Linked DNA regions of Mus musculus: regions 2 and 3 are each linked to region 1. Evidence: chromatin contacts called from public promoter capture Hi-C data. All regions are on one chromosome and are shown on one strand. The core of a region is the stretch at or near the end of the contact, and the rest is flanking DNA. Distances in the headings are between cores, read along the strand shown.

Region 1 (4,248 bases), core at 481-2,980:
GTCTTTCCCCTTCACATGGCCCACTGAGGTACACATAACATTCTCAGGGAGATGGAGGCAAGCATTGAGGAGACAGGCTGGTGACATTGCTATTCTTTGTCATGGAGGGAAAATGGCCCCTTGGTGGAGTAGCAGCCTAACTGTGAACCAAGGATGATTTTAATATCTTCCCTTGGCTGGTTACCTTTGGGACATGATAAACACTGATACTGGCACCTGTCCTCAGCATCACCAGTGTGGTTTATGTGGGACTATCAGACATTGGGTGAAATCCCACAGCTGGCTTGCAAGCCATTCTCTGCAATCTGATCTGTGGGAGAGTTTGAAATACTTTCTGGTTTTATGTGAATTCATCAACTCCCTGAAAATTACCCTAAAAGGGCACACACTGAAAGCCTTTAGGAATTACTCAAATACAGCTGAGCTGTGTGGCGTATGTAACTTAATCAGCTGCAGGGCTTGGGAAACACAAGGTGACCGTGGTGATTTGAGAAGGCCACCATTGGTCCAGATCTGCCCAGGGAGAGTGTGGTTGAGGACTGTTCTGGGCAGAGTTCCTCTTAGGCACAGGTGCCTGCCAGATGTCTCAGTCCTTATCTGGCTCCTGCCTGCTGTGATCCAGGTCGCAAGTCCCCTGTCCTCAAGAAACCTGGAGGAGGAAATGAAAGGTCTGTCGCAGGTGATGCAGCAGGTGAGGGCACTCATTCTAGTTGATCTTGGCCTCCCTTGGCTGGGCCTCTGAGCCTGTACAGAACTGGATTTACCAGACCCATAACGTGGTGGCCAGGGCCCAGACTTCTGGTGTGCCCCAGGAATACCCAGTGGCTTTCTAATGTCTTCCTTTTTAGGTCTTATTCCAGATGAGAACTATTCCATTTTCTACATCAAGTAGCTGTACCTAACCCTGCAACATTTTTTAAAATTACTTTTTGTTGTTTGGGAACAAGGTTGTCTAGGGATTACAGGCTTGTGAAATTGCAGCCTATTCCTAGCCAAGTCGGCAGGCGGTTTCATTTTGCTGCGCCTGGCCTCTAGCACCCTGAGAAGTGCTCCACCCCAGTCACACCCACCTGCAGAGCAGCTTTCCTTCACAGCACCGGTACCCAATGCACAAAAGTGCCTTCCAGTCACACGGTAGGTCCAGAAATGAGACTCCCAAAGGGAAGGGTCCTGCCCAAAGGCACATTACCAGCAAAGGACAGGAGAAGCTGGGCATTGGTGGCGCCTGTCTTTAATTCCAGGGCTCGGAAGACAGAGGCAGAAGGATCTCTAGGAGTTCGAAGCCATCCTTGTCTACAGTCCGAGCTTCATACTGAGATTTTGCTATAAAAGAAAGAAAGAAAAAGAAAAAAGGCAGGGAGATGAAGGTGGTCACATCGGACTTTGGAATCCGGGAGCCTATAGGTACCACTACCGGCCTTCGATGCCCCGCGGACACCCGAAGGTTAACGTCACACCCGGCGCGGGCCAGCTCGCACAGGGGGGCGGGGCCAGCAGCGGCGCACGGTACCCGTAGGAGGGAAGTGAGAGGAAACGGGGGCGGGGCGTCACGAGGCCACACCCACAACACGCCGGGCAGTGACGTCGCCCGCCTAGCGGTGCGGCTGAGGGTTGATTGCTTGCGGCGGCTTCCGCGGGCGGGTGCGCGAGCGGACGGCTGACGGCTCGGGGCGGTGGTAGCGGCGCGGCGACCAATGAGGGCGTCCGGAGGGGGCGGGGCGTCGGCTGCGGTTTTGTTCCGCGGTGACTGAGGCTCACCGTCCCCATGCGCGGAGCGCGGCCTGCGCGGCCGGCGCCCTGCCCCAGCTACGGAGCTCGGTGCTCACTCGCCTCGCGGAGAGTGCTCTGCGCCGTCGTTCGCCTGCTCATCGCTAAGAGCTCCAGCCACCGCAACGCCGTGTCCTTGCGCTGCGATCCCGGAGTCTCCGTACGTCGGCCGGCGCCGCGCAGCCGCACGTCGAGAGCCGGGTGCATCGGCACAGCGCGCGGAACACCCTCTAGGGCCAGCCGGCGTCTCAGCACCTTAAGGTCCCCGCGCGCCCCGGGCCCAGCACTGTCCTCGTGTCCCGTGTCCCCGACATCCTAAGGTCCTCGGGGACCCAGCATCTGAAAGAACCCTGGGCCCCAGCTCCCTAGAGTCCCCTGGGCCCCAGCTCCCCGAACTCGTGGCGAGTCCGGGGACCCCTCCAATTAGGCCAGGCCCCAAGCATTCTGTTGTGCGCGCTCCTGCACGCCAGGCGGTAAGGCCTGCCCGCTGCGCCTGGGGCGCGCTGCCACTTGTTGAATCACTTTTCATGTCGACTTTGAGACCTGTTGTCGCCATGCTGAGTCCGTGGGCCCGTGAACCCGCTGTTGTTGAGACTCAGTGATTGTTATTTTGTATTCAGGAAGCAGGAAGTTTGACGAGATATGATGGTCCCTTAAGGGAATCCCAAGAGCAGATCCTCCCCAACGACCTGTGGAAGGTGACTTGGAAGTCTATTCCGAAGCCACTTTCCTGCGTAGACTGAGGGTGTGTAAGTCCCTTTAAGACTTCCTGTGTGGAGGATGGGATGTGCGATGTTCACAATGTATTTTACCGCTCCGAATGCTATTGCCTTTGTACATTAGTCTTAATTACAGATCTGTGATCTATCACTCCAAATTAAAATCACTTTAATTTTTTGCACTTCAAGGTATTTAATCATTAGATATATCTTTAAGTATGAATCTAAGCTTATTCTAACCCTCCAGCCCCACTACTTAAGTTTATAATGATGTTTCAGCTCTGAGAATTTTGAAGATGGACTAGTTTGACTTGAAAGGTGTACTTTAGTTTTTACATTAAGAAATTTGACTTGTGCTCACTGATGCTGCTGCTTCAAATACATATTTGGTCATCTTAGGAAAGTGGGTCTTGGAAGGGAAGTTCAGCATCTCAGAACAAGGTAGGACCGAGGATAGTTTTTCCAAATTCTGAATATTACGCCAAGGTGGAAATTGAAATTGATTAGGAAGAGTAGATGGACTTTGCTGTTTTGGTTAGTGGTTGGTCGTTCTTTCTGATGACTCCTCTGGCACCTGTTCTCCTCTTTACGTCTCTTTGTTTAGTGAGCATAGCAAGCCCGGTCCCTTCTCATGGCCTGATAAATGATTCTGCTTGCTGTCCCTGGAGCTTAGATCTTGGTTCTGGAACTTTTTCCTCTGGTGTGTGAGCTTGTGGCTTGGACTGGAGCCATACCAAGTCACATGGCCTTTCAGATCTTCCCCTAGGTTGGATTTGGCAACCGTAAAAGAGAGAATTTTAGTTGCTACTCTTGAGACAGAAGATGCTGAACAATCCTTTTTTTTTTTTTCCTTTTTAAATTAAAACACTTGTTTCATGGGTGTGGGTGACTGTTTTGCCTGATTGTGTGTCTTCATCACGTGCATGCTTGGTGTCCTTGGAGGAGGGAAGAGAGTGGTGGTCCCATAGGACTGGAGTTACAGGAGTTTATGAGCCATCATGTAGTTCCGAGGGATCTAATACAGTCCTCCGCAAGAGTAGCCAGTGCTCTTAACCAGTGAGCTAACCCTGTAGCCCAAACAATCTTCTTTTCCCTTTCTTTTTCTTTTTCTTTTTCTTTTTCTTTTTCTTTTTCTTTTTCTTTTTCTTTTTCTTTTCCCTTTCTTTTTCTCTTTCTCTTTCTCTTTCTCTTTCTCTTTCTCTTTCTTTTTCTTTTTCTGTTCTTCAGGACATGGTTTCTCTGAGAACCATCTACCCCTGCCTCTGCGGTGCTGGGACTAGAGGTGTGGACCATCACTGCCCAGCTTCCTTTTTTTTAAAAGTAGTTGTACTTCCAACTTCTAGTTATAGAGATTATATAGACACACACACACACACACACACACACACACACACACACACTCGAGCACTCAGGGTTCAGGAATATCAAGAACTCCAGTCTGAGAATGAACATGATTTTATTGATTTAAAGTAAATCCTTAGGTATTTTCCATTTGTGCTTTGGAAACACTTAAAAATTTTTTTAAATTAAGCAATCCTTTACTTCCCAGGTGGTGATGGCAGACACCTTCAATGCCAGCACTTGGGAGGAAAAAGCAGGCAAAGAGAGATTTCTGTGAGTTCAAGTCTAACCTGGTATACAGAGTGAATTCCAGGACAGCCAGGGTTAGACAAAGAATCGCTGTCTCAACAAAACAAAACCAAACAAAAAACCTTAGTGTTTTTGAGACTTGGTATCCCAATGTAGCACAGGCTGACCTGGA
Region 2 (4,577 bases), core at 711-3,210, 1.0 Mb before region 1:
GACCCTGTGGAGGCCAGGACTGTCTGTAGGCTAGAGGTGGGCGATGCACCTGCTTCAGCCTGGGACAGGAGACATTGCAGTCGGCAGTCAGCTCACCTCTATAGCCTTTTTGATTCTAACTTTAGGCTTGAGTTTGGACGGAAACAAGGCAGCAGTAAAGAAGAACAGGAAAGGAAAAGACTAATCCACAAACACAAGCGGGAATTTAAAGGCGCCGTCCGAGAGATCCGAAAGGACAATCAGTTCCTGGCCAGGATGCAGCTCTCAGAAATCATGGAAAGGTGAGGAGGAACTGTGTGTACGGGACTAGGGCACCGCTGTGGTGTGACACCACACTCATAGGCCGCTGGTTTTTCTCAGCACTGGGGAGTATGGTGAGCGATATACTTGGCAGCCTTTGCAGGACTGAGGGTAGAGCCATGCATGTGTGGTTCTGAACTGTTAGTGTTCAAACTGAAGAAAGCAAAATACCTGAGAACTGATGCAAGATTAACACTTGCTTTTTTCTCTTTCTCTTTAGGGATGCAGAAAGAAAGCGTAAAGTAAAACAGCTTTTTAATAGCCTGGCCACGCAAGAAGGTGAATGGAAGGCTCTTAAGAGGAAAAAGTTCAAAAAATAAATTGTCTTGTAATGTAGCAAGGCTGTGTGGTGTGTTGTAATGAAGGGTTCTGGGGGTTCATTGTGGAGTGTGGGGTCCCATCTCCCTGCCATGCTCAGACACAGGTTGGGGATGTCTGTGAGAGCTCTGCACTGTTAGATGATAGCCACACACAGAATGACATTTAGGCAGTTGTCCATAAAACTGACAAGCTGTCATAGTGTGGGTAAGTACATTATATACGTTTTACAGTGAAGTCGCCTTCCCACACACTTATCAGATCACCTATCACACATGACAGAACAGGACTGAATCCTTACGTCCAGCCTGGCCCTTGTCACCTGCTATGGCTCTGAGGTGTGAGATCTTGTGCGAGGGTTGGTGGTGCTGAGTAGGAGTTGCGTTTTGGATGTGGTGAAGCCACTGTTGGAGCACAGAATGAATGGCTGTGGGCATCCTGCAGCTCAGAAAGTGCTGGTCAAGAACAACCCTGAAGGGAGATTGGGCTCAGCAGCTTGGCTTACAGGGGCTACATCTACCAACAGTACTCACCTTGTCACCTCTCCCTGTGATTCTTCTGGGACAGAGGCTGCATGACCCACGAGGGGCCTGGGCCTGACACACGCACCAGCTAGGCTACCATCCAGCCCCAGCTTCCTCCACGCCTGAATTAGCCACAGGGCTCTGCCGTACAATGGCTCTGTGTAGCCAACTGCAGCAAGAAGCAGGGTGGCCAAATCTGATACTGGGCATAGATTGAGCAATCTATGAGGAGGAACATGCCAAGGAAAAGTTTATAGAGCCTCCAGATACTGTCCTGTGTCGTCAGAAGGGGAACACAATCCAGCTAGAAGAGCCTATCACTCGAGTGCATCCGGTGTTGTCCTCTGGGAAAGAGTCAGTGTGGACTGTATGGCTCCAACAGGTTAACAGCACTGAAGGGATAGGACTTTAGTGGTTCATCTATCTAAAAGATGAGTCTTTGCTCCAGCTGTTCTCATACTTCAGAGTTGATTGAGGATGACTAAATCCTGAATCCTGTTCTTTCTGTCTCCACCGAGTGCTGGTACTAGAGGTGGGCATCACCATCCCCAACTCCAGCATGGTTTAGAGTAAGCTAAAGTAGGAGGGTCAGGAATTCAAGGTCAACCGTGGCTACATGAGACCCTGATTCAAAAGAAAGATATATAGGTACCAAGGAGACTGAACTGCACAGACAAGCTGTCTCTTACATACACTTAGCTCTTCAGAACTTCACCGCTTGCTTCTAATGCATCTGGAAGCCTGCAAGCCTTCTCTATACTTGGCTGCTGGGAGACTCCAAACCCAGTTCCCGCCACAGCACGGCCTCCCGGAAGAGGAGGTGCCTGTTCCGAAGCCTCCGGGGTGTGGCTGCTATCCAGGGAGGTTCCCTGTTCATCCACCCGTTTGTCCCCGCCTGGAGCTGCGGCACGTGTGCACAGGTCCCAGCTGGGTAGGTGGGAAGCAAAGGTTTCGATATCGTGTGAGGAGGCCGAAGTGGTACACGAACAGGAGCTCAGGGCGCCTACGACTCCCCAACCAGGGATTCCCGTCTTCTCCCCGTTACCCGCTTCACAACAGGGGGCGCCCTGACCACTGCGGCCCTGAGCTTACTGCTGCCCTAGGTTGGTAAGGGAGTCGGGCCTTGAAGGGTGTGCCAGGACCGCATTGGAACCACTTCCGTTTTGTCTGGCAAGAACCTGCAAATTCAGCTTTCAATTGTCAGGTAAACGGGGCCGTCATCACCACACCCTCCTTCCCCCAGCAGGGTCGGAGCTTCCACCATGGGCTGGGCAGGGGATGCGGGCTGTACGCCTCGTCCGCCTATACGGCCTCGGCCCGCGTCCGAGCGTCGCGTGATCATCGTGCTCTTCCTCGGCCTGCTACTCGACCTCCTGGCGTTCACGCTGTTGCTGCCTCTGCTGCCTGGGCTGCTGGAGAGACACGGCCGCGAACAAGTAAGCCCCTCCCCCAAGGCGGGAGCTCTCCCCATGCCTAGCCTATCACAGATTTATCCAGCTGGAGTTACTTTCCTCTTTACCCAGGACCCCCTCTATGGCTCCTGGCAGCGTGGGGTAGACTGGTTTGCTTCAGCCATCGGGATGCCAGCGGAAAAGAGGTACAACAGTGTCCTGTTCGGAGGTATGTCGCTGTGTGCCATGCTGGGGCCCACAACCTTTTTTTGGAGAGCTAGTTCTGCCTAGGCTCTTGGTCAATCATCCTCCCTGGGTTCCTGCCTCCTTTAACTGAAAGGTGTGGGTTGGTTTTGTTGTTGTTGTTGTTTGGGGGAGGGGGTTGTTTTGTTTTGTCTTTTTGTTTTTGGTTGGCTTTTTTTTTTAAACTGAGGCCACCCGAGCTTCAGTCGATGGCCTGTGAATATAGGGCTAAGTGTGGTCAACACTCTAGGACTGATCCTCTGTCTCTCAGGTCTCATCGGCTCGGCCTTCTCCCTCCTGCAGTTCTTCTCCGCACCACTCACAGGAGCTGCCTCTGATTACCTGGGGAGGCGCCCAGTGATGATGTTGTCCCTGGTAAGCCTCTGGAGCCAGCTGTCAACAGGCAGAGGGGAGAATGCAGCTGTGGGGCTCCCCTGCCAACAGTGGGCTCCCATCCCTTCTAGAGGGATCTTCTGGCCCCTGGTGTTACACCAAGCTAAATACACCTAAGGAAAGTACAGGGACACAAGTGGCCCGGGTCTGAGGGTTATATGCTTGCCTGCCTTGCTCTGGGTGCTTCCTGGCCTGAAGTGACCGATCCTGCCACTTGGCCTCCACCCATTGGCAGACAGGTTTGGCCATCTCCTATGCAGTGTGGGCTACCTCTCGGAGCTTTAAGGCCTTCTTGGCCTCCAGGGTGATCGGAGGCATCAGCAAGGGGAACGTTAACCTCTCCACAGCCATTGTCGCTGACCTGGGCTCACCTCCAACCCGCAGCCAAGGCATGGTGAGTGAACAGACCTAGGGAACGGGGATTGATGTCTGGGCTTCAGACTCCATGCCTAGCTCAGGTCTTTTCCCTAGGCAGTCATCGGGGTAGCCTTCTCCTTGGCCTTTACTCTGGGTCCCATGCTGGGAGCATTCCTGTCTGTGGAAATGGTGCCCTGGATCAGCCTACTTTTTGCCATCTCCGACATGTTGTTCATCTTCTGTTTCTTGCCAGAGACACTGCCCCAGGAAAAGCGGGTAGGCCCGGGTCCCCGGAGGGGTGAGGGCTCCTGAGGGTTGGAAGGGGTTTCCTTTCTTATCTGTACCATTGGCAGGGGAGACTGGCCTGCCCTCAAGCTGCTAACATCACAACACCTCTTGGGTTTCTGGGATCTGACAGGTCCTGGTCCCTAAGCTGCCAGGCTGTGTGCTCCCAGCCTCCTGGCCAGCCCTCGCTTTCTCCCACAGGCATCTTCTGTCACCCTGGGCTTCCACACTGCTGCCCACCTGCTCAGCCCCCTGGCCCTGCTTCGCTTTGCGGCTGTCACTCACAGTCAGGACCCGCCTGCTGAGCACAGTAAGGAGGCTTACCCCGGACTGAGCTCTCAGAGTCTTGACCAACCAGCATGAACAACGATCAACCTGTGGTCTGTGTTGACTTGCAGGACTCAGAAACTTACGCCGTTTGGGTCTTGTCTACTTCCTCTACCTCTTCCTGTTCTCAGGCCTGGAGTACACACTCAGCTTCCTGGCACATCAGCGCTTCCAGTTCAGCAGGTAGGTCTCCATATTAGTGGCTTCGAGGTTCTCAGACCCCAGGTCCAGGAAGCCTTTGTGGTACCCCTCCCAGCACTCTGGCTGGTGGCCTTGCCCATCCCCCAGGCAGTTGGTGGCCTAGGGGGCTGGGCGCTCACCCTCCACCTCCTAGCCTGCAGCAGGGCAAGATGTTTTTCTTCATCGGCCTCACCATGGCCACCATACAGGGCACCTACGCCCGGCGGATCAGCCCTGGCAAGGAAGCTGCAGCTGTGAC
Region 3 (4,467 bases), core at 1,264-3,763, 1.0 Mb before region 1:
AAATAAATCTTAAAAAAAAAAAAAGAAATCCCTTCAAGGGAATGGAGAGGTGGCTCAGCAGTTAAGAGCACTCACTGCTCTACCGAAGGTCCCGAATTCAAATCCCAGCAACCACATGGTGGCTCACAACCATCCGTAACGAAATCTAATGCCCTCTTTTGGAGTATCTGTGGACAGCTACAGTGTACTTACATATAATAAATAAAAACTTTAAAAAAATACTGTTTTGAATAGAAAAAGTAAGAATGAGTGGGAAGAGAACCAGGTCTTGGTTTTCTCTTAAGGCAGTTAGGAAAGACTCAGAAGTATGCACTTGCTTCTCTTTCAGTAGAACATTCGACTGTTCATGTTGTTTCTCACTCCAAATTCCAATTAGTCCTTGAAGGGGATTTAAAAAAAATATTTATTTTATGTATATGAGTACACTAGGTGTACAGATGGTTGTGAGCCATCATGTGGTTGTTGGAAATTGAACCCCCTCGATCTGGCCAGAAGATTTATTGATTTATTTATTATTCTACGTTAAGTACACTGTAACTGTCTTCAGGCACACCAGAAGAGGGCGTCAGATCTCATTACGGATGGTTGAGCAGTCAGCACTCTTAACCACTGAGCCATCTTGCCAGCCCCTCAAAACAGTATTATTTTGAATAATAGTATTAATTCAAAAATACTGACAGAGTAATGTCTTTTCTTTCATTTGTTTGTTTCTTTGATGATAGCTCTAGTCTCCATAGTTCTACTATAGTAGAACTCATAGTCTACTCCATAGTTCGCAGACTATGGAGCCTAGACTGCCATTGCACAGAGGATCTTCCTGCTTCAAGCCTCCTCTCTCTGCTCCTTGCTCACAGGGGTTTCAAAGCCCTTAGTTTGGTATTCAATTCTGGACACCACTCACTATAAGAAATTTCTGACAATGTTTCTTGTTAGGGCTTCCCATATTGAAAATAGTTATATTGTCCAATTAAGATTCTTCTTCCTGAAAATCACTTGGAACGTAAATGGACTTGTGGGGTTTTTTGTTTGTTTGGTTGGTTGGTTGGTTTTTCGAGACAATGTTTCTCTGTGTCGCCCTGGTTGTCCTGGAACTCACTTTGTAGACCAGGCTGGATTCCAACTCAGAAATCCACCTGCCTCTGCCTCCCGAGTGCTGGGATTAAAGGCGTGTGCCACCATGCGCCACCACTGCCCGGCTAAAATCAATTTTTAAAAGGAACAAAAAGAAAAATCAAAAACATCTGTTACTCACTGGTTTTTCTCAAAGAATATACTTCACATTCTGTGAGGTGAACACACTGAAGCTTCTTAATAGCGTCTACTTCCCATGGAACCTTTGCCTGGGTAATCCTAGAAAGTGTGCAATGCATAACTTTCCATACTCTGTCTTTCAGATTAGCAGCGCTGAGAGTGAGATGGAACTCAATCAGCCCCTTGTGCCTGTTAGGCTAGCGCTACTGTTTCAAAACAACAAAAGTTAGCCCAGGATCACTGACTGACACCCGCTAAGCTGCAGCTCCAATCCAGAATTGGTTCCAGTAGAATCAAAACTCCCTTATTAGACAATAAGGTACCAAGGAATCAGGATTCTCTCCAAGGTTAAAGTTCCTAGGAGGCGCTACCTTCGGGGAGACGGGGAGCCCGGGGTGCACCCACCTAGACGGGCCTTCAGCAACAGATTGTTGGCCACGAAGTTCTCGAGTTCCATGATCGCTGTCCTGCGCCGTCGCTGCCGCGGTTTCCGACGTCGAACTTTTCGGAGTCGAGGCAATGGAGACGGGGAAGGCTGCGGGGAAGGAGATCCTAAACCCGCGGCAGAAGCCTCGGGGCATCCCTTGTCCTTTGAGGAACGCGGCTTCTGGACGGTGGCCCTCCGCGACAGCGACCGTCTCTGTCGCTTCTTCCTCCGCCTCCTCCGGGGTCGCCACAACTGCCAACAGGAGCGCTGCCGTCGTCGCCGTCGCTGTCGCCGTCGCGGTCGCCGCGGAGATGGGACACGGGTAGGCTCGCTACGGGTTCCAGCTCTGTTGCTGTCCCGGCAAGGGGCTTCCGCTATCGGCGCCGGCGCGCGGTAGCTCGAGCTCCTCTCAGCATCATCGCCCAGGCCCAGGGCGCGTAACTCTCTCCTCAGCGCCGGGTCCTGGGCAGCACTCAACCTTCGCCGCGCCCTACCCTACCGAGGAGCTTACAAACTCGAGAGCGGTCTCCAGCGGCGACGGCGACAGCTCCAGCAGCGGCAGCCGCAGCCGCCAGTTAACTCGCAAGACAGCTGGGCCCCGGCTAACGGTTTTCCTCCAGAGGGAGCCCGAGAGCTCCCCTCGGGGCGGCGTCTGAGGATACTGTGGCGGCTCTCGGGACACTACAGATCCCATAAGGCCCAGCGCCAGGAAGTCGAGGAAGTGTGGCCTCCTGGGAGTTGTAGTCTTTAATCCAGTAAACTGTAGTGCCTGTTTAGTGTCATCCAGGACTTGTGTACTTCTCGCGAAATACGGGAAGCTGACGCACTCATCGCGAGACGAAGCTGGGCGTGGTTTTACATCAGCATCCTATGCACGAGTTTCTTGAACTGCTTGGTCTGTACGCACTGTCGTCCAAAGTGTGGCGGAGTGAATGTCATGGGGAAAGCCAAGCGGACTGGGGCGCGGAGGCAGGTCCACAAAGCGCCCGCAGGGGCGTCCGGAGGCCCGGCGAAAACTAACCCAAACCCATTTGAAGTGAAAGTCAACCGGCAGAAGTTCCAGATCCTTGGCAGGAAGACGCGCCACGATGTGGGCCTGCCCGGGGTGTCCCGCGCTCGTGCCATCAGGAAGGTGAGGGGATAGGCTCTACCCAGGTTCTGCGTACTATGCCCAGTGGCTAGTGAAAGCCATTTGGGGAGAAAAAGATTTATTTGGCTTACACTTATATATTTCCATCATTGAGGAAATTAGAGGCAGGAGCTGATGTAGAAGTCATGAGGGGTGCTGCTTACTGGCTTGCTCTCTATAGCTTGCTTAGCCTGCTTTCTTAAAGAACCTAGGACCGCTGCTAGCACATAGGTGGGCCCTCCGCGGTCAATCACTAATTAGTAAAATGCTCTTTGGGCTTGCTTGCAGCCCGGTCTTATGAAAGTATTTTTTTCCAATTGAAATTCCCTTCTTTCTGATGACTATACTTTGTGTCAAGTTTGCCTTAAACTAGCCAGCAAAACGATCAGGACTGAGGCATAACACTGCCTCTCCTTTGCTTGATATCGAATGCGCTTCCTCTGGAAACCCTTCCTCCTTGGGATCTTCCAGGTATACATTCTTCTTGACTCTTCTTGGAGCTTTTAGGGCCTAAGAGTCAATCTCTTCTGAGCTCTGAGCTGCCCTGTACCACTGCTCTGTATGCTTTGACCATGACAGTATTCGTCCCGTGGATAGGGTTTACAGAGTATGCTCTTTGAATGTTTGGAAATTGTCCTTCCTCTGAATTTCATGAGCTTGTCCCTTGGGAAGTCACTGGAATAGTACCTTTTGGGGATAACCTCATAGCTTCCATCCTTGTTCTTATGGCCCCATCTCAAGAGTATATTGTACCTTCCTTTCAAAACCAGTTCAACAAATGGCATTCTCTATGTAACTGCTGACGTTCGTTTGACTTTAAAAAATAAAAGTTTGTGAGTGCCGTTTGTGCTGTGGCTTTAATCTCTGGGGAATCGGAGACAGGTGGATCTCTGAGTTTAAGGGCTTTATGGTGAGACTCAAAACTTCCAGTTGAGTCTCAAAAAATAAATAAAAGAAATGAGTAAGTAAAAGGCAATTCATGGTTACTTTGAGAAAATTAATAGGTTAGACTTATTGGTAATGTTTGTAAAGGGGATAAGTAAGACCTAGCCTTTGCCCTTCACAGCTACAAATCTGTACTTTGTTACAAAGGATCCAGTTTACATGAGATCTTTAGATTGAAGGAAATTTCTTTTTTAAAAAAACTTAATTACTAATTTTATTTTAAATTTAATTTAAATTTTATTTTTAATACATTTATATTATAAATAATAAATAAATAAATAATAACCTCACCACTATGGTATTTGATCACATCTGGGTCTGTCCTTAAAGGGAATCGCATTGTAACTTTGTAAGGAAATTTCTTTTTCTTTTTGCTCTTTCGAGACAGTGTTTCTCTGTGTAGCCCTGGCTGTCTTGGGAACTCACTCTGTAGACCAGGCTGACTTGGAACTCAGAAATCCGCCTGCCTCTGCCTCCCAAGTGCTGGGATCAAAGGTGTGCGCCACCACTGCCCAGCAGGAAATTTCTTTTGAATTGGGTAAAATATCCATACTGCAAGGAGCTGACACTGTCCTGTGTATGTCCTGTATGTGGTTCAATGCATGCATTATAAAAAATACAAATGACTGTCTAATAATTCACCAGTATAAACTATAGGCCAAGGATGGCAGAGAGGACATTTGAAAATAGAATAATGTGGCATCTAACAGAACCA

The links. Promoter capture Hi-C pulls out the DNA fragments that hold promoters and counts their contacts. Capture Hi-C pulls out chosen DNA fragments and counts their contacts.
Region 2: a contact with region 1 is called in a promoter capture Hi-C map of neural stem cells. The contact joins the promoter of Mfsd10 here to the promoter of Fam53a in region 1. A contact is called at or near these places in 1 of 39 promoter capture datasets (neural stem cells), 1 of 484 Hi-C or Micro-C datasets (B cells) and 1 of 9 other capture datasets (adipose tissue).
Region 3: a promoter capture Hi-C map of liver shows a contact between it and region 1, with 4 times the contacts expected there. The contact joins the promoter of Nop14 here to the promoter of Fam53a in region 1. A contact is called at or near these places in 9 of 39 promoter capture datasets (3T3-L1-derived adipocytes, the C10 cell line, embryonic stem cells and 5 more), 1 of 484 Hi-C or Micro-C datasets (granulocytes), 2 of 115 datasets of contacts at active chromatin or transcription factors (astrocytes and pro-B cells) and 2 of 9 other capture datasets (adipose tissue and liver).

What each region holds. Positions count from the first base shown.
Region 1 is chr5:33,627,117-33,631,364 of GRCm38.p6, reverse strand. Fam53a (family with sequence similarity 53, member A) reads left to right here and starts at 1,730. Exons shown (of 6, transcript NM_178390.3): 1 at 1,730-2,028; 2 at 2,388-2,512. It also overlaps Gm9903.
Region 2 is chr5:34,634,595-34,639,171 of GRCm38.p6, reverse strand. It overlaps Mfsd10 (major facilitator superfamily domain containing 10), which reads left to right and starts at 1,960. Exons shown (of 13, transcript NM_026660.3): 1 at 1,960-2,245; 2 at 2,389-2,578; 3 at 2,666-2,762; 4 at 3,048-3,151; 5 at 3,405-3,563; 6 at 3,641-3,802; 7 at 4,013-4,121; 8 at 4,210-4,321; 9 at 4,473-4,577. The coding sequence starts at 2,405. It overlaps Nop14 (NOP14 nucleolar protein), which reads left to right. Exons shown (of 18, transcript NM_029278.2): 17 at 126-281; 18 at 521-636. The coding sequence ends at 620.
Region 3 is chr5:34,658,194-34,662,660 of GRCm38.p6, reverse strand. It overlaps Nop14 (NOP14 nucleolar protein), which reads left to right and starts at 2,513. Exons shown (of 18, transcript NM_029278.2): 1 at 2,513-2,810. The coding sequence starts at 2,616. It overlaps Grk4 (G protein-coupled receptor kinase 4), which reads right to left and starts at 2,282. Exons shown (of 16, transcript NM_019497.2): 1 at 1,657-2,282. The coding sequence starts at 1,708.